Linked DNA regions of Pan troglodytes: region 1 is linked to region 2. A link is a contact called in public Hi-C data. All regions are on one chromosome and are shown on one strand. Each heading gives the region's core, a stretch centred on a gene start, on an enhancer-like site or on the middle of the called end of the contact. The rest is flanking DNA. Distances are from core to core; before and after follow the strand shown. Region 1 overlaps GLI2 (GLI family zinc finger 2). Region 2 overlaps GLI2 (GLI family zinc finger 2).

Region 1 (6,771 bases), core at 529-3,028, 68 kb after region 2:
CAGGCAGCTGCACGTGGGGAAGGCAGGGCATGGAGGTTGGCGTGAGGACAGCCTTGCAGCCCAGCCCAGCTCGATGGCCTCCTCATAGACACCCAAGCCCACTCCTCTGCAGAGCACCCTTCCCGGTCACTTAAGGTTCAAACCCACAGCAGGCTTGCATGGCTTACTGATGCTCACGTGGTTCCAGGGGAGGAAAGTCACCACCCACCCGTGGACTCCTGCTGCAGTGTCTTTGGGCTGTGCAAACCACAAGTGATGGGGAGACAAATGGGGCAGGGGTGTGTGATTGCTGGTCAAGCAAGGTTCTCTTGAGGCCCCCATGGGGACATCCCTAAGTCTCCAAGAGTCTGTACAAGGGCGAGAAGAGAAGGCCGGCTGTGAATAGGGCCACACACCCCCAGCAGTCTCTCCAACCTTGTGATGCTAACAGGAAAGAGAAGCTCTTTGGATGCCCTCTGGGCCCCCTGCCTCCCAGAAATAGGCTTGCCAGGGTGTCATGGGGAGCAAGGCTGAGGTGTGGCGAGGAAGGGTCCCTAAGTTGGTGCTCCCCATTTCCTCAGTGTATGTGGTCACACAAGCATGAGTCCGGCCTGCCCTGGGCCAGCGTTAACTTGTGTCCTTGAGAGGAATGTAGAAGTCCATGCTCCTGGTTCGGGGGGCTGGGGTGGACCTTCAGCTCCCTATGTTGCTTTTGAGGACCTTTCCAGCCCTGCCCTGCCCTGCCCTGCCCTGCCCTGGGGCTTCAGAGAAGACCAATTTCAGCTGCTTCCTGCCCAGAAGGGCGTACAGAAACTGCCCCATGCAGAGGTTCCCAAACTTGGCTGCAGATCTGAACACACAGGGTGGGTCTTAAAGATGCCCATTCTCAGGCCCTGGCCCCAGGAGTTCTTGTTGATTTTCAGACTAGGGTGAAGCCCGGAAATCTGCTTATTTACAGGCGCCCATAGGCCAGAGTTTGGGGACCACTGCAGGCGCCCCTGCTTGCTTGACGTCCGGGAAAGCAGGCCCAGAGCTGCTTGTTGGCTTTCTGGACTCATCACTGACAGCGCCTCGCCGCCAAAACACGGGTTGTTAAAAATCCCCTGGTTCCTCGTGATAACCCATTCACAGACAAGTCCCTCCTAAACCTATTCATATGACCTAAACCTATTCATATTCTCAGCTTGCAAAAGGCAGTGAGTGTATGGGGTGGGAACAGCTGCAGCATCTCAGCCTTCCTTTCTCCTCCTGCCTGGCACCATCTGACCTCTGACATCCACGACTCCACCCCCAACCTGACCACTGCTGATGGCTTCCTGCAGGTCTCTTGATCCTGAGCTGTAGTTGGTTTGCATTGCATTGGCAGTCACGGCCCAAGGCCACCCTTCCTGGAGGAGAGACGAGAGGGCTCTTGCTGGCACAGATGGCTCAGGGTTGTAGCTATCAACCCGGGCCCAGGTATGTTAGGGCAATAGAGTGAACGCCAGCTGGTGGGCATGGGGGCCTCACCACCCTTTCATCTGCACGCTTGGTCACACAAAATGCATATTACCCAGGGCCTCCAGAGACAGCATTAAGAGTGTCTGAAGCCCCACTTGGTCCCCGAGACTGCATGTTAATGGGGATGTTTAGCCGGGTGTCAGTGTGCCTTCACTTAAGAGAGTAGTTTCTTTGCTGCCACTGGGCCGAACTCATGAACTTTCCAGTCTGGGGGGATTTGAAGATTGCTTTTTCCAAGGTCAGTGTCCCATAAAGACTGCACCGTTCACCATGAGATTAATGAACACAGCAGCCTGCTCAGCCTGTGACTCACCAGTGTCATCCCGGGCCTTTATGACTCTGTCCTCAGTCATTCACTGAGACGGGTGGGTTGAGCAGAAAGATATTTTCTTCTTGATTCTTGGCACAGCACCCGAGGTTCACGATTCATAGAGGATTGGCTTTGTTTGTTTTTTGGGAAGAACCTTCTCCTCCCTCTGCAAACATGCTTGTTTCTTTTCAGAGCCTAGAGGAAGGAGGAGACTTCCGAAAGGCATGTCCATCTGCTCCCTGGGATGAGATGCTAGGTGGGCCCAGCGTCACCCACCAGGCAACTTGTCCCTCCTTTCCACGTGGGTCCACACTGCCTCTCCATCTCCAGGGAGCTCTTCCTTAAAACCGGCTGTTGCTGACCACTTCTTCAGAGCAACTGGACAGCAGGTAGACAGGGAGCCCAGAAACCCTGGGTCCAGGCGATGTGTCGGGCAGCACATCCTTCCACGGCTGTCTGAGGGTAGACCGACTAGATGTGGAGCCTTGGCTCAACTGTGATGTAAACAGCCCTGAGACCCCATCAGGCAGGCCCCTCCCCATCTCTGGGCTGTGGGATACTTGGGTCAGACCAGCAGAGGAGCAGTAGCAGGAGTCTGTGCCCAGCCGCCGGCTTATGTCATGTCACCCTCCCTGCAAGGTGGGATTATCACTCCCCAATAATCACTCCCACTTGATAATTGGGGAAACCGAGGCATGGGGAGGCTGGCTGCCTTTCCAGTGACACACTCCTAGTAAGCAGCATAGATTACTTACTGGGCATTTTGACCCCCCACCCCTCGCTAAAATCTTCCCCAGCTCTGAGAGCTTCAGATTCCCAAAGCCAAGAATGCACTCGCTGGGCTGCGTGGGACAGACAGCTCATTTATAATGGAATCTGGCCTGTAAAAGTTTAACGAGGAGCGTGTCTGATAAGATGGGCTGGTCTTTGATATTTACTGAACGCCAAGCCCTCGCAGAAGAGGAGCTGCTGGCTCTGGGTTTTGGAGAGAGCCGTGGTGGTCAGCCGAGAGCAGGAGGGGCCAGGGAGTGGAGCAAATCTTGATGTGCAGGCCGAGGTGGGCATGCAGTGGGGGAGGGACTGCGGCAGGATCGGGATGAACGGTTCGGTTCCTCTCCTGTCCCTCGGGGTCCCCACTGTCGGACATTTCCCCTCCACACCCCCAGTACGTAGACAGAACAGGGTTGAGGCCGGGGCTCACATCTTGCCTATGCTGCTTATACTCTTCACATCCTTGGGCTTGCTTAGCCCCACAAGCCTCAGTGGCCCCCATCTCTAAAATGGGGACATAGTGGCTCCCCATGTGAAACTGTTGTGAGGACTAGATGGGTGTCTGTAAAGCATGTAGAAGCACACCTGGGACATACCGAGTGGCGGAGAGTCCCCTGCTCTCATCACTGCCCTGCTGACATTAGAAGGAAAGCCAAGTTTCACTGCAGACACCCCGCAGGGTGCTGGGCCAGTGGTGTCCTATTCAGTCCTCCCAACACCCTGTAAGGTGGGGGATTTTCTCCTCAATTCATAGAGGCGAGAACTGGGCGTTCCCAGAATTTAAGAACTTCCCAAGATTGCCCAGCTTGTGAGATCTCACCAAGCCAGAGCTCTTCCCTATGCCGTGATTGTCCTCAGAGAGGAAAGAGAGTCTCGCCATGGTTCTCAGGGCTGCAGTATGTTGTTTCTGTCTGCAGACATGGAAACAGAACAGTAATCAACCCAAACGAATTAATCACTAACAGTAAAGTTTCAGGCATTGGTGGGGTGGATTGGCCTTTGAGGTGGGGAGTCCTCTTAGACTGCACATGTTCAGACTGTCCACTCGGTGGAAGCTGACGCCACTGCCAGATGCATTCATTTATTCAGCCAAACTCATTGTTGCTGGATTTATTGTATCTCAAGTGCTGTCACTTGAGGCCACTCCTGCCAGCCCGAGTCAAGGTGTTGCTGAGGGAAAATGTGAGCAGTGCCCTGCCCCTGAGGCACTGCTTAAAAAGGTCAGAAATTGCTGCTGCCGTCAAGCCTCTGTCACTGCAGCCAGCACTGATGGTATGTCTGGTGCCCATCAAAAGGTATGCTGGACACGTCAGGAGCCCCATCCCTCCATCCTCTCCTTCCAAGGCCTGCACCTCTGAAATGTACACTTGGCCTGTGCTGCCCAAACAAAGTAGCAAGAGTTCAGAGTTGCTTAACTCAGTGGGGAATGTTCTTAATGCTCGTTCCTCTGAGGACACTCACCCAGGGACCATGTGTGCCAGCCTCATGCCAGGCACTGGGGATACAGGCCCAAGGAGGCACAGTCTTTTTTAATAGAATTTTTATTTGTATAAATTTATGGGGTGCAACTCCAATTTTGTGACATGCATAGATTTTGTAGCGGTGAAGTCAGGACTTTTAGAGTATCTATCACCTGAATAGTGTGAATTGCACCCACTAATTTCTCAAACTACATGCCCCTTCCACCTCCAGGAGGCACAGTCTTGCTGCCCACATAGACCCCATGATCTGGTTGGAGAGAGGGCAGAAATTGGCCAATGACAGGGTGGTATGCTGGAAGAGGGGGTATGGGGAGCCCAGAGCACCAGAAATACAGGAACAGAAAGCGCTTATCAGCGGGGAGGCATGAAGGCCTCCCCCCACGTCCCAGCCTTTCCCCAACCCCACCCACTGGGGGCCCTACCACCTTCTTCGGGTTGCCCTGTTCCAATGAGGGGCCTCCACTTCCAGGCAGACACCAGTGCCACTAAGGAGGGGAATCTTTTCAAAGCACATACTCATGAAGGCTTGGTAAAAATCAGCAGCACACCCACCTCGAAGAAGAGATATATCTGAGCTGCTCAGGATTCTCCAGCTAGTTTTGACAGGCATCCAGGAAAGGAAATTCCACACACCACTTTAGCAGGCTGGGCCAGAGTTTAAGAATCTCACTGTGGAGGAGTTTCTATCCAGCCCGCCGGCCACCCAGGCCCTTTCTCATCACTAAAACCCAGGCCTCTAACGAAATATAATGAAATCTCTCCCACTAACGAAGGCCTCTCCCCACAAACCCCACTCCCAAGACTGCACATCTTATTCTCCTATTTCCTTATTCCCACCCATGGCTTTAAACCCTTGACTTTCTGGAAGATTTGGTTCAGCAGTGCTCAGCCCATGGCAGCTTCTATTACAGACAAAGTCCCCCTGTACTCGGAGGTCAGTGGTGCAGTTCACCTGGAGAGGGCCTAAGCAGGACCGACTCCCCCAGGGCCTCCTCCCTGGACCCAGACACATTCCTGGTTCCACTGCACAGAAGGAGCAAACCCAAGGCTTCCAACAGGCCCCACACCTCACTCCTCCCCTCCCTACCCTGCTCCACCAATGTCTTCACTTTGCTAGGAAAAACGTCTCCCTGATAATCCCCTTATCTTTTATGCTTTTTGGGTTTTCTGTTTGCAAAAACTGATAACCTTCCTATTCTGCTCCCAGGGGAAAACTGATAAAGGGTGAGTGAATGAATCAACTGTTGTGGACCATGTGGCTAGATTGCAACCAAGTCCATCTCTATTGCCCCCTTTGTAGGCACAATTTTATAACTTAATTTCCCTACCAAAACATCAGTGTTTACTTAGTAAGAAATCTGCTCTTTGTCAACTGAAAACAGTGATTTCTTTATTACAGCTCTGCATAGGGAGTGACAGCTGAAAGCTGGCCAGGTCTGGTGTGGTGTCCGGGTCTGTGATGGGAACGGGGTGAGTGCAGGTCGAATATATGGGATGCGTGTTTGCTGCAGATGGGGCTAGGGCTGGCCCGGAGGGAGCCTGGACAACAGATAGATGTTGTGGCCAAGAGGGCCCATGGAGTGATCATGTAGACGACTGAGCCTCAGATGCTTTCCAGCAGTCACACACATTCACCACCACCACCAGCCCTGAGTTCCCCCACAGCGCCAGCCCTGCAGCCGTCCTGCTCCCGGAATCCCTATCCACTCAGCCAACTTAAACCAGAGACTACTTCTACCCAGCCAGCCTTTTAAAAAAACAAATTGGTCTTATTGATTATTGAAAACATGCAAAAGAACAACAAAAGTGGCCAGGTGTGGTGGCTTACGCCTATAATCCCAGCACTTTGGGAGGCCGAGGCAGGGGGATCACCTGAGGTCGGAAGTTCGAGACCAGCCTGGCCAACATGGCGAAACCCCGTCTCTACTAAAAATACAAAAATTAGCCAGGCATGGTGGTGGGCACCTGTAATCCCAGCTACTGGGGAGGCTGAGGCAAAAGAATCACTTGAACCCAGGAGGCGGAAGTTGCAGTGAGCTGAGATGGCGCCATTGCACTCCAGCCTGGGCAAGAGCGAAACTCCATCTCAGAAAAAAAAAAAAAGAACAGCAAAAGCATGTTTAAGATATCTGAGTAATTATGACATATACACCCTTATCCCCTGCTCACTCTTAGGACTGAGGACATGCCAGCACCTTTGAGGTCCCGTGTGGTCCCCAATCTCCTGCCTCAGGTCCTCCCCATCCCACCATTCTTTGGGATTCAGAGTTTATCACCCCTCACATCTTATGACGGTTTTACCTTGTGTCTGACTCCCCTAACAATGTATTAATTCGTTTTGCTTTGTCATGCTTTATATACATGGAATCATTGCAGAGGTATTCTTCGGGAACTTGCTTTCACACTCCACGTTGTTCCGAAGATTTTCCTGCTAATGTGTAGGGCTCTTCATTCATTTGGGCTGCTCTGAAGCAGTCTATGTTGACTGGCATTTGGGATGTGTCTGTTTTTGCTAATTTGAACGTGACTGCAGAAACACTTTTATACCATCCTCTGGGCCCCAAGTGCGGGGTTATTTAAAGTAAATGCATGTCTGGGAATGGAAATGCTGAGTCACAGGGGATTCATGTTCTCACCCTCCTAGACATTGCCAGACTTCGCCCGCTGGTTTTGCCAACACTCACTCCCACCAGCAGAGTTTGAGAGCTGGCCTTGCCCTGTATCCTTGTG
Region 2 (7,245 bases), core at 1,842-4,341:
TCCGTTTCCCACCTGCTGTTTTTTACATGGGTTGCCCAGGGCCAAGGCAGCTCCAGCTGATCCCTTCTCCAACCTCTGCCCCTGCAAGTCCTGCTCTGTGCAGAGCCCATGTGTCTCGATGGCTGAAGGTGGGGGTCGAATGGGGATTGGAGTGGGCTTGCCAGAGGCACTCCCACCCTCTTTTTTTTTTTGAGACGGAGTCTCGCTCTGTCTGTCGCCCAGGCTGGAGTGCAGTGGCACCATCTCGGCTCACTGCAAGCTCCGCCTCCCAGGTTCACACCATTCTCCTGCCTCAGCCTCCCGAGTAGCTGAAACTACAGGTGCCCGCCACCACACCCAGCTAATTTTTTGTATTTTTAGCCAGGATGGTCTTGATCTCTTGACCTCGTAATCCACCCACGTTGGCCTCCCAAAGTGCTGGGATTACGGGCGTGAGTCACCGCGCCCGGCCCCACCCTCTCTTACCTGAGCAGGGCTTTGGCTCTCTGTGGGGCACTTGTATGTCATGGAAGGGCATTTCTTCAAACCCCTCCTCCTGTAAGCCTGGCTGAAGAGAACCAGCTCAGAATCATCACTGCCTATGGAAGGCCTGGCCCAGGCTGCAGACACCTTGGGAAGGGGTCTCTCTGGAGATGGCCGTGGGGTCCAGAGAGCAGCCCTTTCTGTGGGGCGTTCACTGTTGGGGTCCAACCAGTTCTCTTCCAACTCGGTAATGCCTCATTCTGAGCCTGAACATTGCCCCAGGGAAGCTGAGGGGAAGGGCTGGTGATGGTGCCCTGGGATTCTGCCCGAGGCCTCATCACTTCCATCTATGGGTAGTATCGAGGCTGGGGAGCCCGAGCCGGGAGGGCTGACTAAACGTGGCTCGAGTGTCTGAGCGCTTGCCTGTGTCAGTGCAGCCCTTCGCGGTTCCAGAGCAGCCACTGCATGGAGGGGAGCCTCACTGATGAGCTCACTGCATGCAAACAGTAGCTGGGCCAGGTCCTACTGTCTGCATAGATGCCCTGCCCCCCATGTAACACAGTTGCCACCCGGCTACTGTCAGAAGGATCAGGATTCTGAACTTAAGGAGTTCTGTCCTCGCCACTAGGAGGGAAGGGGTCCTTCTGGCAAGGGTCCCATCAGGAAAGAGTTGGAGGCTCCGTTCCACCAGCCTCCAGCATGGTCTAGTTCTCCCCCGAGGCTGAGGAAAAGTTTGGTTCCCTTCCCTTGTTTTCTTTTTGTGGCCTTTGCGGTGCCCTTGGAGGCAGTACCACCCAAGAAGGGGGTCTGCTTTTCAGTTTTGCTGACCCGGGAGCGTTGGGGTTGAGCTTTTTATGTAAGTGACCGGGACAAACCTCTGATCCCTTTGCAACCCCATGGCCCTATAGAAGTGTCGCTGAAGCAGCATCTGGTTTGACCATCTTCTCCCCATCCCTGCCATCCCAGGAAGCCACCTGACTCATCTCAAGGGCTGCTGTATGCCGTGGGGAGGGTATATGCGGTGCTCAGATAGTGCCAGCCAACGCCTGCTCATGCAGCCCCTCTGCATTCAAGGCTTTGCCATGCGTCCCACTCCGGGTACCCCAGGCAGGCCGGGCTCTCTCTCTGGACCTGGCACCCCCCCTGTTCAAGAGAGGGAAGAGCAGGCCATTTCCAGCCCAACACCCTGTGCCTGGGGGCAGCACTGCCCAGACTCAGAGTGGGGATGCAGTTGGTGTTTATGGGACTCACTCTTGCTCCCCATGCTGAAAGATGTCCACAGTTCCTTCAAGATTCGAGGAAGGCCCATGCAGGCCTGAGCTGATTTCTTGGCTTAAGATGGGGTCCCATAGCTCCCCGCCTCCTGCATAAGAAACATGTCTTACTCTAGAGGCCTCAGCCTGTGCTCCTGCAGGAATGTAGCAGAGGGTGTTGGGGATAGGGTAGGGCTGGAGCTTGGCCACAGTCAGAGGGTCTCGGGTAGGGACATGGAGTCTGAGCCTCTGACAGGGAGAGCTACGGGACAGGTCAGGGCAAGGGAAGCGGGTGGCCGACTCTGGAGTGCCCCCCTCCTGGTCAGGGCCCTTCCTCCCATCCTGTCCTGGGATTAATGTCAAATGTCTTGTACTTAATGGTAATCCCATTGCTTAAGGTAAGATCTCCCTTTTGGGGACAGAAGAGCTGTTTTTCATATTCTTGATGCCTTGAGATCAGATGCAAAAGAAGGTATAGAATGTCATTGGGGTGACAAAGAGTGATGACGACAATAGCAATGACCCCTCCCCACCCCATTATGTCTCCTGCCATCCCCCACCCCCATTAGCAGAAAATGCAGCATCCTTGCACATGGCACCTGGCAGACAGGGCGGGTGGTGAGTGGCTGAGTGGAATCAGCAGTCCTGGCAGCCCTCACCAGCGGGTCCGTGAGCTTTGGAGGTGCTGAGGTTCCAATCTTCTGTTTGATTGGAACTCCTTGTCCCAAAGTACTTTTCATGTGTCCACTCCCTGCGGAAGGGAAAAGAGGGTGGGTGTGATTTTCCACAGCTTGATTCAAAAGACTGAAACTCGATGAGTGACATTTCAGGCTGGCTGGGGATGTGGGTTCAGATCCCCCCATGACCCCTGTGTGTGAGGAGCCACCTTCACCTGCACTGCCCGCAGGGACTCCACTTCCAGGCTCTGTAGCTCTCAGTGCCCTCAGGGAACTGCAGGGAGCCGGCTCAGAAGGTGCACAGTGGCCTGGGGGCCAGTCATGTCTTTCACAGCCTTGTGCGCCTTGGGCAAGTCTCCCTCCCTTCCTGGGCCTCAATTTCCCCTTCTTACCCAGTGGGCTGTCTAGTCCACATGGCCCCTAAGATCCCACCCAGCTTCCTTTTCCTCTTGGGGCCACAGAGTCAGGAGTTCGAGGCACCATGACCCCCAAGTTCCAGACCCTGGAGGGCAGCCGCTGCCCCTGGAAGGCATGCAGACGTCAGCTTCTCCCAGGAGGCGGAATTCATGCGGGCCCTAGTCTGAGAAAGGCACCCGCAGGGTGGACAGCACGCTGCCCGCCAGCAGTGTGGCTGGATCCCCGAGTCCAGCCAGCCTTTCCGTTAGCCAGCCAGCCAGCGAGCGCTCCTAAACCCTGGCCGCCGCCGGTTATAAATGATTCATGCAGCCCCGCCTCCCTCGGCGGCCACTTGATGTTCCCTGCGCTCCAGCCCGGCGGTCCACCGCCTCTCCTGCCGCTGGGCAGTGCCGCCGCTGGGCAGTGCCCTCCCCGCACCGCCGCCCCTCTGGGTGCTGCGTCCCTCCGCCCTCCCCGCACGCTGGGTAAGTTGAAGGAGGACGGCAGCTTTTCCGGAGACGCTCCCTGGAAAGGAGTGCTGATGAGGCCGCTCTTGTGTGTGAAGGCCTGGCCTGCAGCGCCCTTCTCCCACGTCCCTTCCCGTTGTCTGCTGCGCTCCAAGTTTGAAGCCAGCAAGCATAAGTAGGCGCCAAGACAGGGAGGCTGTGCTGGGCCTCAGGCGGGGGGAGCTGGAGGGAAGGAGGGAGGGAGGATGGGGGAGGAAAGAAAGGAACTGGGTGGACACAGCTGGAGGGGAGGAGAGAGAGGGAATGTGGGGAGGCATGGAGGCACTGCCGAGAAAATGGAGCAAGAAAGTTAGGCGGCTCCTGCGTGGACCCAGGCGAGCGTGCCAGGGACTGGGGGCTCTGGAAGATTCACACTGTCAGCCGTAGGCGTTCTTTCCTGCCCCCCCAGCCTCCCGCAACGGATGTACTCCGAGCCCTTCGAACTCTCGGGGTACCAGTGAGAACTTTGAACTGAGAGTTTCTTCTGAGATCCGGCAAAGCCGAGCTTCTGAGAGCTCAGTCTTCGCCACTTCAATTCCCCGCGGTTTGAGCTGCAAGGAGGACTCCAGACAAGAAGCTTTATTGTCTGCGAGTCCCAGCTCACGGTTACTTAGAAAAACATGTGTGTGTTAAAACAGCTTCCCGGGGGACCATGCTGTTTTCGGGTGAGGAATGAATCTGGGGAAAGTTAAGTATAGGAGAGAAGGAAACAAAATCATATTGAACAGGAATGTTCTAGAGGCTTGGCAAAATCTAGAAGACACTTTATTTCATCGTCTTTTTTCTTTGCAACATCTATCGAATCTTTCTTCTTTTGACTTCCTAAGGGGCTTTACCCAGCCCTGCCTTCTGGGCCCCAGAGGTCCTAAAAGTGGGAGGACTTTTTCCAGTGGGAGGTTATGCTGCCCCCAAGGCCTTGCAGGGAAGGAACAGGCAGGGGCAACTGGCCCCCTCCCTCCTGGGGACACTTGCATTTTCCCTTTGCCATTCAGAAACAAAGTTAGGTAAGGAGGTGAGAACTTCCTGGGAGCTGCCTTTTGGGAAATGGTGATTGTGACCTCAAATCATGTCAGAGTGTGACTTGCTAGAAGAGAAATGGTCGAGGGAAGAGGGGGTGGGTGACTGGAACCCTCAGGTAACAGGTAAGGATGCAGCAGCAGTGTCCTGGAAAGACCCTTCTGTGCATTTTGTGGGGAGACTTTCCAGGCCAAGGCAAGGAGAACGTGTGGCATCTTCTGAGAGGGAAAGAGGAGCTCAAGGAAGAGGGGAAAGGTCATTGCCCTTGGACCTTGCAGGAAGCAAGGTGCAGGGGCGGGCACATGGTATTGGAGGTCATGAGATTTGGGATCCTCTCAGTGCACTGGGAAGGACATGACCAGGTGGTCGTGTGGGGACATGGCTCTAGCTGCTATCTGGAGACAGGACTGGGCCAAGAGTTCTCTATTCTGTTCCATTGGTCTGTGTGCCTGTTTTTGTACCAATGCTGTTTTGGCAGGGAGGTCACAGAGGAGACCATTTCTGGGCCTGGAATTCATGAGAGTGGCCTGGCCCGAGTGGGGACAGGGAGGGGAGAGAAGCAACCTGGGGCACACTTCCCTAGCCAGTCCCATGTTTGTGAGACCTGGGAGGGCTGTGGTCAGGGGGCTGGGCCCTGGGGCAACAGTGCCTTTGCATTTGAACACAAAGTGCCACTTGGTATAATGGGCACAGCTCAGTCTTGGCTGTTCTTGAGTTTTAAACAAATCATGATCGCCACCTTCCAAACAATTTAGTTTTTTTCCCCTAGCTAGCCCCATCACAAACTTTTGAAGCATGAAATGAATTTTGCTGGCCCTCACCAATAGGATCCTTTCCCTAGATAATGGATTTTATGAAATGGCTATAATCCTCCTAGGTAATGAGCAAAAGCTACACTCTCCACTTGGGTCCAGCATTCCTCTTCCTGATTTATGATAGATTGGTTAAAATAGTAAACTGATAGCAGTTGCAAAATAGTCATCAATCACCAGGCAGTGTCGCTTAAACTACAGAAAGGTTTCCAGAAGTGAGATGCTGGAAGCCAGAGAGAGAACAATTTGGCAATACCAAAGGCATAAAGCACCAATGAAATCAAATCTCTGTATTTGTATTCTGAAGACAGAGGAGTAGAGTGGCTCAGGGTACTAAGGAAGGAAGGAAATGCAAGCAAACCCATTCCCCAAGGTCAAAGGACACCCCCTCCTGGGCTCCAGGCTGCAGGGGTCCCTGCAGGGGGACCTTCAGTCCAGGGGGTTCTTCAGGGGGACTGTCCAGAGGGCTCTGCAGGGTGCTGCAGAGCTCTCACCAGTTGGTTTAGTGTTCTGTTTCTCTTTCTAGACAGTTTTAGAAAGTTTTCCAATTTCTAACATGTGTAAATATGTTGGGCTAATATACAGTAATGGCTTTTAAAGCAAAGTTTTTCAGAAGTATAAGAGGATTGAAGTGCGAAGCTATCAAGGCCATGCCCAGGTCTCACCCGTGCTCCCTCACCCCCTTGCCCCTTCGTCCAGACACCTGGCCTGCCACACCCAGCCCAGGACAGAACTTTTCTTTCCTCCTGTACGCTGAGCTGTCAGACCATGAGTGTTCATCATGGGCTGATGTGATAGTTGATGCTGGAGAAACTAATGTTTTAGGGGCCAAAACAAGGTCTGCAGCAGCGTTTCCATGGAACTGCCTTAGTCTGGGTGAGTGACCTCATGGCTGTAGATTACTTACATCATCAGTTCAGGAGAAAACATTCTCCTCCATTGGATGAATAGATGAATGAGTGGTGAGAAGCTGTAGAGATCTTGTGTGGTGTCAACGCCCTCATTTCACAGGGGAGGAAACTGAGTCCCGAGAGAGGGCAGCGACTTGGTTCAGGTCTCAGGGAATTGGTGAAAGAGATTGGAGTATGGCCTCAGCTGAGGTGTGACTGCCAGTGACACCTGCCGGAATGTGAACTTCACGGATAGCGCTGGCTCACACCTGTGTTGCTTAGTGTAGGCTGCTGAGCTGACCACTTGCCCTTGATTATTTCAAGTGGCCGTGCCATGTGCCACCTTCAGACCTGCTCCCAGATCGATCCCAGAGCCTAGGGTGGGACTGTGGTTGCTGTCATCATAGCTGTGTGATTTTCCACAGGTCATATAACCCTCTTGAGCCTCATCTTCCTCTTCTGTGATATGAGAGACTCTTCCTGCAGAACCTGGCGTGTAATACATGCAACCTGCATACCCACCTTCAGTCCAGCAAGCAGCCATCAGGCACCAATTCTAGACCAGGTCCTGGGCCGCCATAGAAACTCAAAGTTAGATAGGAGCTGGGTGGGAAGTCAAGAAACACTCAGGATTTTGAACACAGCTGTCAACCCCTATTCCTTAATTGAGAAAGGCAAATCCTGGGACTTGAATAAGTAGATTGGGAAGACTCATGGCTGCACTAGTGCATGAAATATTATGGTAAAAGCAGGAGAATAAGGCAGTCCTTTTCTTAGCCCTGTTCTTCTCCAGGCCAGAGCCTGGGCTTTAACACTGACTCAGGCAGCAGCCCCTGCAGAAGCTACCTGCAGTCAGGTTGGCCTGTGCTCCCAGAGCCCCTGCCATGGATGTCCATAGGAGCCTCTTTATCCCAAAGCCATGGCTTCCTTCTCAAAGATAGGGCTGTACTTCCCTGCTTTCCTGGTGCCCACACTGAGCTGTGCATGGTGGACGCTCCATGAGTGTTTACTCAGTGAGGATGCACGGGAGCTGGCTGATGTTGAGAAACGGAGATGAGACTTCAGGGCTGGAAAACACAGCTGCCTGAACCCACGCCCAGGCGTCACCCATGCTCCCTCGTCCCCTCGCCACTCTGTCCTGACACCTGGCTGGCCACACCCAGACCAGGACAGAACTTTGCTTTCCTCCTGTGCACCGGAGCTGTCAGACCGTGGGTGCTAATCATGGGCTG

The links. Hi-C and Micro-C count contacts between places; a contact is called where the count stands out from the background.
Region 1: a contact with region 2 is called in a Hi-C map of stem cell-derived neural progenitor cells, with 1.6 times the contacts expected there. The contact joins two enhancer-like sites. A contact is called at or near these places in 2 of 7 Hi-C or Micro-C datasets (blood and stem cell-derived neural progenitor cells).

Annotation. Positions count from the first base shown.
Region 1 is chr13:21,616,748-21,623,518 of NHGRI_mPanTro3-v2.0_pri, forward strand. All of the region lies in intron 3 of GLI2 (GLI family zinc finger 2), which reads left to right. Among named protein-coding and RNA genes, the nearest start is that of GLI2, 200 kb to the left of the region's middle. Within about 2 kb of position 1,779, at least 3 of the 24 cell types and tissues checked have an H3K27ac peak or open chromatin away from gene starts, as enhancers often do. A contact at or near this core is called in stem cell-derived neural progenitor cells, where this site is marked.
Region 2 is chr13:21,547,815-21,555,059 of NHGRI_mPanTro3-v2.0_pri, forward strand. The region is part of intron 2 of GLI2 (GLI family zinc finger 2); the gene reads left to right. Among named protein-coding and RNA genes, the nearest start is that of GLI2, 130 kb to the left of the region's middle. Within about 2 kb of position 3,092, at least 9 of the 24 cell types and tissues checked have an H3K27ac peak or open chromatin away from gene starts, as enhancers often do. A contact at or near this core is called in stem cell-derived neural progenitor cells, where this site is marked.